Regions from separate parts of the Zea mays genome. Here region 2 is linked to region 1. Evidence: chromatin contacts called from public Hi-C data. All regions are on one chromosome and are shown on one strand. Each heading gives the region's core, a stretch centred on a gene start, on an enhancer-like site or on the middle of the called end of the contact. The rest is flanking DNA. Distances are from core to core; before and after follow the strand shown. Region 1 holds the start of LOC100277735. Region 2 holds the start of LOC103632919.

Region 1 (6,224 bases), core at 1,896-4,395:
TCCGGGGCTGAGCCCGAGTCCGAGCCCTGGGTCGGGCGGAGCGGAGTTCGTCGTCTTCCGGGGCTGAGCCCGAGTCCGAGCCCTGGGTCGGGCGAAGTGGAGCTTCCTATGGTGCCTTCGGCAGGGCCTGACTTCCTGTCAGTCTCACTCTGTCAAGTGGCACCGCAGTCGGAGTGGCGCAGGCGGCGCTGTCCTTCTGTCAGGCCGGTCAGTGGAGCGGCGAAGTGGCGACGGTCACTTCGGCTCTGTCGGCCGGGGGGCGCGCGTCAGGATAAAGGTGTCAGGCCACTTTTGCATTAAATGCTCCTGTGATTTGGTCGGTCGGTGCGACGATTTAGTCAGGGTTGCTTCTTAGCGAAGGCAGGGCCTCGGGCGAGCCGGAAATATGTTCGCCGTTGGAGGGGGGCCTCGGGCGAGACGGAAATCCTCCGGGGTCGGCTGCCCTTGTCCGAGGCTAGGCTCGGGGCGAGGCGTGATCGAGTCGCTCGAATGGACTGATCCCTGACTTAATCGCACCCATCAGGCCTTTGCAGCTTTATGCTGATGGGGGTTACCAGCTGAGAATTAGGAGCCTTGAGGGTACCCCTAATTATGGTCCCCGACAAGCAGCGTGTTATAACCTCATATAGCCCGCTATATCCCGATATAACCCGTTATTTGCACTTTTGAGAAGCACGCCGCTAAACCCCTTAGCCTGCTATTTAAAACATTGCTTACACCCTTCACTTATATATATATATATATATATATATATATATATATATATATATATATATATATATATATATATATATATAATCAACACATTAAATAAAGTAGTGGTTGTCATTTCTCCCAAAACTCGTTTTCATTCATTCACAACCCATGTAATTGGTTGTACGAGCGTCTAGCGCCTGGCTAGTTGCAGCCTGACTGGTTGGGTACGTACTCGGATTGCATATATGAGGATGCAAGAAAAGCTACATAATTTGACTTTGATTGCACCAGCACATCAGGGCTCTATTTGTTCCGTATAGACAAGCAAACACAAGATGAGGTCTGGTCATTGTATATGGAGAGCCTAGTTGAGCTCACGCGGGTAACGAAACATATGGAACATATCTCTACTAACTATTAAGAACCTATTGTAGACTGCCCCCGCCTCTACGCCCGCTCTACGCCCGTCCGCCCGCAATCCCGCCGCGGCCGCCCGCAATCCCGCACGCCGCAAACCCCGCCGGCTGCCCGCAATCCCGCGAACCGCCCTCCCTGCAATCCCGCGAACCGCCCTCCCTGCAATCCCGTCGCGGCCGCCCTCCCGTCCGCGACTCCGCGCGTGCAGGCGCGCGACATCCTATCGGGCGGCGAGAAGGATCCGATGACCACCAGTGCCAACCTGATCGCTCCCTGTCGTGATGCTCTCCGCGATCCGACCCAGGCCGACGCCGACGACCCTTCTCCCGCCGGCGGCCATGGCGTACAGCGACCGCGTCACCACCTTCGAGGACTCCGAGAAGGAGAGCGAGTACGGCTATGTTCGCAAGGTCCGCGCCTCCCCCTTCCTCTCCCGCCCGCATCGCTTGCGCCTAGATCCCGCTGCTCGGTTTCGCGCGATCTATAGTGGGCGTGGGTTGCACGCCTGCACGGCACTGTGTATGGGTCGTCGGCTTCTGGCGTGCTCGGATCGAGCTGAATTGCTCTCAGATTTGGTTACCTGCGGGTTCTAGGCTTGGGATTTGGGTGATGTCGGCGGTTACTGTCAGTGGCTTCCCCTCCCGCCTCACACCATCACCTCCAGTCATCCGCACACCAGCCGGTGACCCTGCGTGGCTGCCTGTGTTCCTCTATCTCCTCCCGCCTCTGATGGATCGTAAACGGAGCCCGGCCACGGCGGATGCGCCTGTGCGGCCTGAGGGCAGCGGGAGCCAGCAGCCGCTGCTCCACCAAGGCGGTTGCACCGCTTTGGGAGCGCTTATGCCCCAAAGTGAGCGTTACCCGTGACCTGTCCTCTTAGCGCTTGAGCCCACTGAAGCGTGTGTTTAGTGTCGCTTTTGAACCCTAGGAGAATTTGTGTTTTGTTTTGGCCCTTATGAGCCTCCAAAATATCTTTAAGTCCATTAACGATAGCTCAATTTGTCCTATATGTATGACCAGCGATCAGGAAAAGAACTACAGGTCGTCAACTTTTTTTCTCGGAGAAGAAACAATGACAGCATTTGGGTGGTCTGTAGATATGGATGAAAACGAGATGTGAAGTCATTTTATGTATTTATGTGAACCGCTTGCTGGTTGATGTACAATTGTACAGACTATAGTGTAGAAAAGAAATGCAGTGTTAACAAACTGATGTACAGTCACTGATGTAGTCATGTTTGGTAATTGTTTCAGATTTCATTGTTGATTGCTGATGCTCATCACTATACAAAATATATATAACAGTACATACTTCAAATTGGTTTTAAATAGGTTTAATGCCTTTCCTCTTTGGTCTTGGATACATTGTTGATTGCTGATGCCTTGTGTTTTTGGTATTCTGTTGTTTGAATCGCTCAGCAAATGTAATAATTGTTTACCGAATATTTGAGGAGTTATTATGTTAAGAGTCTTGGCATGACATAACCTAAGCTAAAATTATAGGCACACAAGTGGCCACCCTTCCAATGGCGGTGGAGAAGTCCAGCAGCGGCACATCAACTCCCTCCACCACGGGTATGTACCTATATGTATCAATAAAAAAGTTTCCTCTATTGACACAAGTAATTATAAAACATTCTATCACGTGGCTACTTTTGTTCACTACAATCAAACATCAACTAAACTATATATCTATATTTTATACTAATTACTAAACTATATATCTATATTTTATACTAATTTTTAAATCCCGTTGCAACGCACGGGTATGTACCTAGTACACCTAATAATTTCCCAAACAAAATAGTTGTCATATAAGTTAACTAAGTTTCGTCATGAAAGTTAAACATTAGCGAGGTGATGGTTGGTTGCTCCACGCCTCCATGCGCCATGGCCCATGGCCCAACAAGGAGCGGAACACGGGCCACGGAGACTGTAATTCGTCGGGCTCATCCGCCTTGTGGGGGCCCCTCAACCGAGTCGTCCAAGAGAAGGTTTTGAATGCACTGCGACGCTTGGACTCCGACTCTCCGTGCATCGTCCACTACCAGTCTACCACTCTACCCACAAGAGTTCATGGCGTTCGGGGCAGCCTCACCACTTCACCAGCGGTAGGGCACGACTCGGCGCCGGCGGCGAACGGCGGCGGATCGAGGGAGGGAGCGGGGCCTGCAGAGGAAGGGGTGTTGGGAATGCGGGTAGTGGAGGGGGCACCGGAAGCTGACGAGGAGGAAGAGAAGTGGCTAGGGCAATACTCTTCTACGCAGAGCATACTGCTCGTCGGCGACGGGGATTTTTCGTTCTCACTGGCGCTGGCCACAGGGTTTGGCTCCGGGGCCAACCTCGTCGCCACGTCGCTCGACACCTACGGTTCGTCCGCTTTCGCTCTCTCGTGCCTCGTAAATGTGGCTCCCTTATTGCTCGGCATTAGTGGTAATGGGTGATGCTCTTTTCGTCCCTTTGTGCATTGGACACGGAAACACATGGAACTGCTGATTCCACGATTCGGATATGGCATTGGTTATATGTGGATTGGACGCATTTGCTCCATTGGGATCAAGGTTATCTTGAAATGGGTCGTGGGTGCCATTACAGTGGGTGATGGAAACGACATTGCAATTGTAACATGATTCTGATTTCTGGAAGAGCTAGGACTATGGATTTGTGGGACGCCCTTGAACATCGCAGTGCATTATTTATTCTTGAAAATGGACTTCTTGCTATTGGGAAAATTAACTAAAAATCGGTGCCTCTTCTCTGAAAAAACCCCTAAAAACCCTTTTGTTAACTTCTCTAATCAGTGATGGTGCTCCAGACTTCAGTGCCATACTCATGCATATTGTTTCATACTACTAGTACTAGGTACTCTGACCTAGTTTATAGAAAAATGCACCACATCTACATCATAAATTTAGGTTTATTAAATCTACCATGAAATATGTCTTGAGATTTCATTTGTTTGATATTGTAGTTGTTAATATTTTTTCTATATCTCGATCAAAATAAAGAAGTTCGATTTAGGACGAAACTAAGACCTACATTTTGGAACGGAGCAGTATAAGTATTTACTGAAGAACATACCTATTGAGCTAGTTAGACTTTCTTATTTCTTTTTCTGCCTTTTACATAGTTGGACTTTCAATGTTGTCAAATGCACCACATCTACATCATAAATTTAGGTTTATTAAATCTACCATGAAATATGTCTTGAGACATGTTTATTGTGCAGATGAAAATGTCTAGTTTTTGTCACTTCATTTTATCTTTGACGTGTAGACTTCTTCTATGACTAGATGTTTGAAGCACATTGCCAGTTGTTTGCACATTGTTAACCTCCAACACAATGTATCGACAACTTCTCTTCATCAAGTTTAATAATCGGGCAAAATGAGCAAATCAATTGCTTTTTAACCAGACTGGAAAGAAAACTAAAGAAAATAGCTAGCTAGAACAATCATACTGTTCGCTTGGCTTTAATACGTAACGGCTTCTACTTCTTCTACAGTGTTTTTGTCTTTATAGATTACAGCTGCATCATTGTGGTATTGTGCCTTAAAAGCCCCTGTTCACGCATGCACTCACTCAACCACCCACTGACATCGATAATCGTATATCAAGCTACCTAATAAAATTGTCCCAGAAAATTTGTATGTAGTATCTGAATTTCCTATTTGCTTCAGTCTTTTTGGTTCAAGACACATGTAGCGCTAAGCTGTCCCACTTACCTTATATCAAGGGGATAACTTATGTCCTATTTTGATCCTTTTTAGTTGTACTTATCTATTTTCTCTCTATATCTTGTGGGCAATCCTCTTTTACAGAGGCACTGGGCAACAAATTCTGCAGAGCGAAGTCTAATATAACAGCCCTGAAAAGTTTGGGAGCTACTGTTTTGCATGGCATTGACGTGAAGACAATGAAGTTGCAGATTGACCTGAAAAACAGACGGTTTGATCGGATTATCTATAACTTTCCTCATTCTGGCTTCAAAGGAAAAGAACATGAGGTGCACATGATCAAGTAATTGTGCTATCTTCTTTTCTCTTTTGCACTTGATCATTTTTAAATCATGTGTTCGTAAACTTATTATTGTTGATCCTGTGTATTGATCGTATCATGATTTTTTGTTGTTGTTAATATTCATTTGGTTATATCTTTATATGAAAAGTTATGTTTTTTTTGTTTAGTACACCTATAGCCTGAGGCTTCTATTAGGTTTCAACTTTAGCCTACCCCAAATTGCTTGTGAATAAAAGGCTTTGTTGTTGTAGTACTACACCTATAGGCCGAGCTAACCTTGGATAGAATCTCAATCAAATTGTCCCATTTTCAGTTTCCATCTTGGCTACCACTTGTCACTTCTAATAAACTTGTTTTTAGATGAACTTCAAGTTCTTATGCTTGCATTAAGAATATGAAACATCTTACATATGCATTCAAGGATAAGTTGCAGAGGTTATATTTTTCCTACATGGTTCATAAGCAAGAAAATGTTTATGCTTTAAAACTTCCAAGAAGAATAAGCTAAGAAAAAAAACTGGTAGAACTACGGATTTTACCGGGCAGATTGCGCAGATTGTAGGGTGGGGATTTGGTGCGACCAGGGCGGCGGCGCTGAGGCGCCGTCGTGATCCTGGCTGGGTCGCGCGCAGGGAGAAGATCACAGGAGACTCTGGCTCCCTCTGGGAAGCCAGAATAGATTGGAATTCTGCTTATCTTTATTCCAAAGTTTACAGATCTATATATAGAGCTATCTCAAGTTTATCTACTAACTTTGGATAAGTATAACTATCTAGATAGAGCTGATCTAAGTCTATCTACTAACTTTGGATAAGTATAACTAACTAGATAGAGCTGATCTATTAGCTATTGGGCCTTGGCCCCCACCTGGGCAGCCTTGGCCCTATTGCGCCTAACATAGGCTTGGCCATACATAACAAAAACATTGTTGTTTCATGAACTGTTGCACATGGGTTTTCTTTGAAGTATTTTATGATAGTTTTTTTTCCGACACTAGAAAATTATCCTAGTATGTGTCAGTAGAAGTTTGGGGGAATTGCATGGCTGCCCCTACTTGGGCATGCAACTCGGTTCTTACCCCTATTTTTTTT
Region 2 (6,363 bases), core at 300-2,799, 140 kb after region 1:
AAGATCCTCACAGCCGATGGTTTGGCAATTCGTGGCTAGCCTCATCAATCAGTCTGTGTTCTTTGCAATGGTCCCTAGATTACCTTTATGCCTGCAGTGCCCTTATGCATAATTGATCTGGTCACAAGTCCTAGCCTCGGAACGGATTATTCTGCCTCATACGTGTGCCTGGGATAGCTTTCCTTCTGGTAATTTTCTTTCCTAGAATCCATTTTGCTGTGTTGACATAAACCAGATAGCTTGTGAGATGATATTTGTTCACGAGAATGACACAGTGAGTGTAGACATAGGTAATAGGTTCATGATTCTTTACTGGCGGATGATTTTGCTACAGAGTGTCCCGTTTTGCATTTCAGGTTATCCTAAGAAATACCAATGGCTCGGCTGCATCCTATTGCATGGAGCAGTTCTTGTCAGTTATAGTGTATCAGGAAACCGGTGCTTCCACACTATGGTTAAACGCCTCAATCAATGGCAACCCTTCCTGTTTGTTTAACTTTAACCTATATGGAAGAGACGAGTATACATGGGGGCATTGTTGTGAATTGATGTGGGGTGTCCGGATATCATATGAGAACCCCTCTGAGAAACAAAAGATGCTTCATCTGCACTGATGATGGTACCAGAGAGTACTGTGATCAGACTTTCAAACTTGAGGATGGATCACATCCTCCTATATGATAAGCGTTGTATGAGTGGGGTGCTGTACACGTGTACTATTCTATGGCCTTGAAGGTGCACCCTGCAAGGGGCTAATATATTGCTTACCACCGGCATTATCTGACGCTCTCTTCAGAGGTTTCTTGAGAACTTCTTTTGCAATTTAGAGCTGCAAATTCGTATTTATCATGCCTCTTGCAAACTCCACTCTAGCTGACCCCATTGTGTGGAAGCACTGGTTTCCTGATACACTGATACCCTGAGCATAATAATTTATCGTGCCCCTTGGTTTGTCATCAAGGGGGCTGAGCCCTGAGCATAATAATTTTGGAGGAACGGAGCAATCGGCAGCCTCTACTAGGGTAGCTTTCTTGTCCCATCTTCTATCTGACTCTCTATTTCAAACTCCATTCTATCTGCCTTTACTGTGCAGACCAGCCAAGTCCCGTCGGCGAGCGAGTGCCGGACCCCGCTCAGTTGTTGCCAGGGCAGTTGGGGTTTCGCTTTGCCCATACGTAAATACGTAATGTTTGGCTGTTGCCCTTGCCGCCTTGTGGAATTCGCTGGGCACGCCGCTATCCCGGCCCGTGGCGCGGAATTCGTGGTCGCCTCCGGGTTGCTGCACCGCACGACCGTGCCGGCGAAGCACGGGCCGCTCGGTTCCTTGTTTGGCGAATCACGAGAGTGCACGCGGTTCCCGTGCCCGCGTGCCGTGCGCCCCTGCCCCATCAAGCCCAAGGTGTGGGGGTTGCTCCAATCCAACAAGGCGACGCGAAGCGTGGCAGACTAGCTGGCAGGCATCGCAGTGGCTCGGGCGGGCGTCGTCGCACGTACACGCGCTCGATCAAGGAGCATACCGCTGCACTAGCGACATTGGTCTCCTGGTCGTTCGGTCTGTTCGTTTCTGGCGTTGGGCTAATATATAGGCCCGGCCAGCCGAGCGTGAGCCTTGGTGTGGCGTGCGTGCAAAACGTTAGATCGCCCGTCCCGCTGTCCATGTCCTCCGTCTACCGTCTACCATCGACACCACCTCGCCAGGCAGCGCGCAAAACCTCTCCCATCCGATCCTGCTCTCCGCTGTCTTCTCGACCGTACGAGGTAGGAGGTAGTACCACCATCCAATGCTGACGCACGCGTAGGGCATGGCTCTTGTTGTGACGCGGCGCAGTGCGTGCATGGACCAGCGGCCGCCGGAGCGCAATGCGAAGCGCGCGAGGGAGGAGGAGATCCATGCCGCGCCCGCGCAGCCGGACTTCCCCTTCGAGGAGGAGGAGGAGGAGGAGGAGGAGGAGGAGGAGGCCGCGGCGGGGGCGGGCGAGGCGTCGCGGCGGCCACCGGGGGTGTTCCAGTTCCCCTGGCAGAAGTGCCGCGGCGGGCTGGGCGTGTCCGCCGCTGGGTCGTCACGGGAGCTGCGCGACGTCTTCTTCCGCTCCCTCGTCGACGGGGGCGCCGCGGCCATCGGCGTGCCGGGGGACCGGCTGGTGTCGCCGCCGCCCGGCAGGCGCGCGCTCCTCGAGGGCGTCGACGCGTGGCTCGCCGCGGCCGCCGACGGCGAGGTGGACCCGGTCTGGCGGTCCGCGCTCATGGCCCGCTCGTCGAGGATGGACGGACGTGGGCCCTCCCCGCGCATGCTTCGACCCCGCGTGGCATCGAGTGCGCTGCGGTGCCCTCCATCATCAGCCGCGTGACGCTGAGGTGGCTCGAGGCAGCGCTGTGGGGACCGTGGGTGCTGATATGATGGAGTAGGCAAGAGGACCAAGGAGAAGCGGTAGAGAATCATGGCCAGTGGGTGGTGATCCTTGTCTTTCCCATGTTATCCGCACTGTATACTGTACAATTATCATTAGACATGCCGGCAAAAAAAAAAAGGTTCTGTAATCTTTTGGGGAAACCATTGCAACATCCGTTTCTCCTATTTCACCTAGATACTAGAGTAGACCATGGTAGATATAGAATTATAGATAAGGCCTTGTTTGGTTCTTTAGTCACTAACTAAAATTTAGTCGCTAAAGTATCCCGTTTGATTCCAGTGACTAAGAGCAACTCCAAAAGAAAGCTAAAAATATCCTCCCAAATAATAACTATTGGGGGCAGGCTAAAAATTTTTAGAGGTAAATTATAGTGTATACTCCAACAGTTTCTTAAACAAATGCTGAAAACTCCAATCTGGCCCAAGATGCAAGGCGTTTATTTTCCTACTAGGGTAAATTTAAGTGTGCCATAGCTATGCCAGCCTCTGAAGTCTGAATCATAGAACATGGGTAAGTTTTTGGACCTTGCTAGAAACTATAAACAGACAAATATAGCTTGAAACAACTGTCATCAGTCCCTGATCGAGGCACATAAGCTGTAAAAGATAAACAGACGATTGATCGAGATATCCATTATGAACATTGTGTGACATGCTAGTAATATTAACATATCAAGCAACGACCATGTGCCATGAACCATTCATTACTCCCCACCAGACTGTAGAATATCCCATCCACCTCCTACAAGCAACTGCAAGGGCATCAATACGTGGAGCAATCAAGAAATACAAAACTAATAGTTCTAGAACTAAATTACAACTCACATAAATTATCAAACGTAAACTCTACTATCTATTCAATCCTTATCTCAGGGCAGGGGGCGAGCAGAGGGCAGGGGCCGCGCTGTGCGTGCCTGCAAGGCTGCGCACTGTCGCTGCTACTAGTGGGCGGAGGACGGGGCTAGGGTTGGGCGCTGCTGGGGCTAGGAGCTGGTGGCTGGCTGCCGAGTGCGTCTGAACGGGAGGAGGGATGAAGGAGCCGACTCGACTGGACGAGATGTGAGGGCGCACCGAAGCCGCTGTCGCGGGAGCTGTTACCCTTGACGTCGTTGCTGCCGAAGTGCTTCAAAGTTCAAACCGGTGCCACTGCCGCAGCCGTTTTTGTGGCCGCTGCCGCTGCCACCGACCAGGGCCGGTCCTGACATTTCGGGGGCCCTAAGCAAAAATCTATATGAAGGCCCTATACGAAAAATTTAAATTTGCTATGACTGGAGACACTGTTACAATATTTTATGAGTCATAAAATTATACAAATTATGTAATATAACTCTGCATTTGGTTTGACTTTTGAGAGCGAGTATTTTTACTTTTAATTTGTCAAACTAACCTAAACCTTAAAATACACGGTAAACCAAATTTAAATACATTAGAGCAAATTTTCTGAAAACAAAGTTCAACAAACTAAACAATGATTAAGCAACATAGGTTATTGGGGTTGGCCCTGCGGTAGGATAGAATTAAGCAACGCGACAGGCACAAGTGTACAACACCTTCTGTCTTCTCACACCAATCAATATTTAGTATTTGTCCAAGCAGACTGTTGCGCGACCTCAAAGAGATGATTGCCAGAAAATCAAAGAGACACAACAAAAGAACGAGGATAGAAATTTATCTATAACGTATATGTATTTGGATATAAGCTGAATAAACGGGGGCCCTACGGACCTTAGGGGCCCTGAGCGGTCGCATACTCTGCATACCCTCAGGGCCGGCCCTGCCGCCGACACCGATCAGGCCTCTCCCACCATGGCTACAACAACACAAAAGCGCGCGAGGGCAAAAATGGGCGCCGGAAACAGGTGCTATGCGCGGCAGCGAAGGGATTAGGGGATTTCACCTTGCGCAAATTTGCGGGATGGATCGGCTCAGATGCGTGACGGCGAAGATATGGGGGAAGTTTGCACGAGCTGTTGGAGGAGGGAGAACGAGCTTTCTCCCTAAAAAAGGTTTTTCGGGGTCTTTTAGCATCGTTCTTAGAGATGCTCTAAACCGGACTAAAGAACATTAATTGATATGAATAATGACTGTTTTACCCCTATTAATTAATAGATGTTTGCTATAAGAAGAAAGTGGAGAGGAAGAAAGTGGAGTGGGTAAATAAGGTAAAAATACTACTTTAGTCCCTTTTAGACCTTGTTCCAATCTCGCGAGATAAACTTTAGCAGCTTTTTTTAGCTACTTTTAGCCATTTGTAATCTAAACAGGAGAGCTAATGGTGATAATTGAAGCTAAACTTTAACACTTCAATTCATATAGCTAAAGTTTAGTAGGAAACTAAAGTTTATCCCGTGAGATTGAAACGGGGCCTTAGTCACCTCCTTGGTGACTAAAGAACTAAAGTTTAGTCACCCCACTTTAGTCACCATGCTTGCTTCTTTAGGAACTAAAAGTGACTAAACTTTAGTCACCCCAAACCAAACGGGGCCTAAGGCTCCGTTTTAATCTCACGAGATAAACTTTAGCTATATGAATTGAAGTGCTAAAGTTTAGCTTCAATTACCACAATTAGTTCTCATGTTTAGATTACAAATGACTAAAATTAGCTAAAAAAAGCTGCTAAAGTTTATCTCACGAGATTGGAACATGGTCTAAATCAAACAAGATTTCTCTACCTCCCTGTAACCAACCATCCTCCATCTCCTCCACTAATTCTATTATCTTCATCCATCTTTAGGCTAGCTCCATTTTAAACCTCGTTTCAATAAATGACAAATGCCTCTCTTGGGTCTTCAGCCAGACATGATGGTTTGTTTGCCGTCTTTCGTTCACCGGCGACAGATTACCTATTGAGATGTTTTATTACCCTTCTGATAGTCGCCTAGAGGGGGGGTGAATAGGGCGAAACTGAAATTTACAAATATAAACACAACTACAAGCCGGGTTAGCGTTAGAAATATAAACGAGTCCGTGAGAGAGGGCGCAAAACAAATCGCAGGCGAATAATGAAGTGAGACACGCGGATTTGTTTTACCGAGGTTCGGTTCTCTCAAACCTACTCCCCGTTGAGGAGGCCACAAAGGCCGGGTCTCTTTCAACCCTTCCCTCTCTCAAACGGTCCCTCGGACCGAGTGAGCTTCTCTTCTCAAATCAAAGCCGGGAATAAAACTTCCCCGCAAGGGTCACCACACAATTGGTGCCTCTTGCCTTGATTACAATTGAGTGTTGATCACAAGAGCAAGTGAGAAAAAAAAGAAGCAATCCAAGCGCAAGAGCTCAAAAGAACACGACAAATCTCTCTCGCTAATCACTAAAGCCTTTTGTGGAATTGGAGAGGATTTGATCTCTTTGGTGTGTCTAGAATTGAATGCCTAGCTCTTGTAAGTGGTTGAGAAGTGGAAAACTTGGATACTATGAATGTGGGGGTGGTTGGGGTATTTATAGCCCCAACCACCAAACTTGACCGTTGGTGGAGGCTGTCTGTTCGATGGCGCACCGGACAGTCCGGTGCACACCGGACATGTCCGGTGCCCCCGCCACGTCATCACTGCCGTTGGATTCTGACCGTTGGAGCTCCTGACTTGTGGGCCCCCTTGGCTGTCCGGTGCACACCGGACATCTCCTGTTCATTGTCCGGTGTGCCAGCATGGGCGCGCCTGACTTCTGCGCGCGCGCAGCGCGCATTAAATGCGCCGCAGGTAGCCGTTGGCGCCGAAATAGCCGTTACTCCGTTGTTACACCGGACAGTCCGGTGCACACCGGACATGTCCGGTGAATTATAGCGGAGCGGCTGCTGCGCGTTCCCGAGGCTGCTGAGTTCCGGAGGCCGCGCTTCCTTGGAGCACCGGACACTGTCCGGTGTACACCGGACAGTCCGGTGAATTATAGCGCGCCGGCCTGAGAAATTCCCGAAGGTAGCGAGTTCGAGTTGGAGTCCTCTGGTGCACCGGACACTG

Evidence for each region. A called contact is a pair of places that touch in the nucleus more often than the background predicts.
Region 2: a Hi-C map of tassel shows a contact between it and region 1, with 2.5 times the contacts expected there. The contact joins the promoter of LOC103632919 here to the promoter of LOC100277735 in region 1. A contact is called at or near these places in 2 of 25 Hi-C or Micro-C datasets (ear and tassel).

The regions. Positions count from the first base shown.
Region 1 is chr7:136,310,359-136,316,582 of Zm-B73-REFERENCE-NAM-5.0, forward strand. LOC100277735 reads left to right here and starts at 3,146. Exons shown (of 3, transcript NM_001412142.1): 1 at 3,146-3,483; 2 at 4,935-5,133. The coding sequence starts at 3,306.
Region 2 is chr7:136,451,059-136,457,421 of Zm-B73-REFERENCE-NAM-5.0, forward strand. LOC103632919 reads left to right here and starts at 1,550. Exons shown (of 2, transcript XM_023300673.1): 1 at 1,550-1,758; 2 at 1,845-2,689. The coding sequence starts at 1,657. The coding sequence ends at 2,348. It overlaps LOC100279479 (Tetratricopeptide repeat (TPR)-like superfamily protein), which reads left to right. Exons shown (of 1, transcript NM_001152481.1): 1 at 1-330.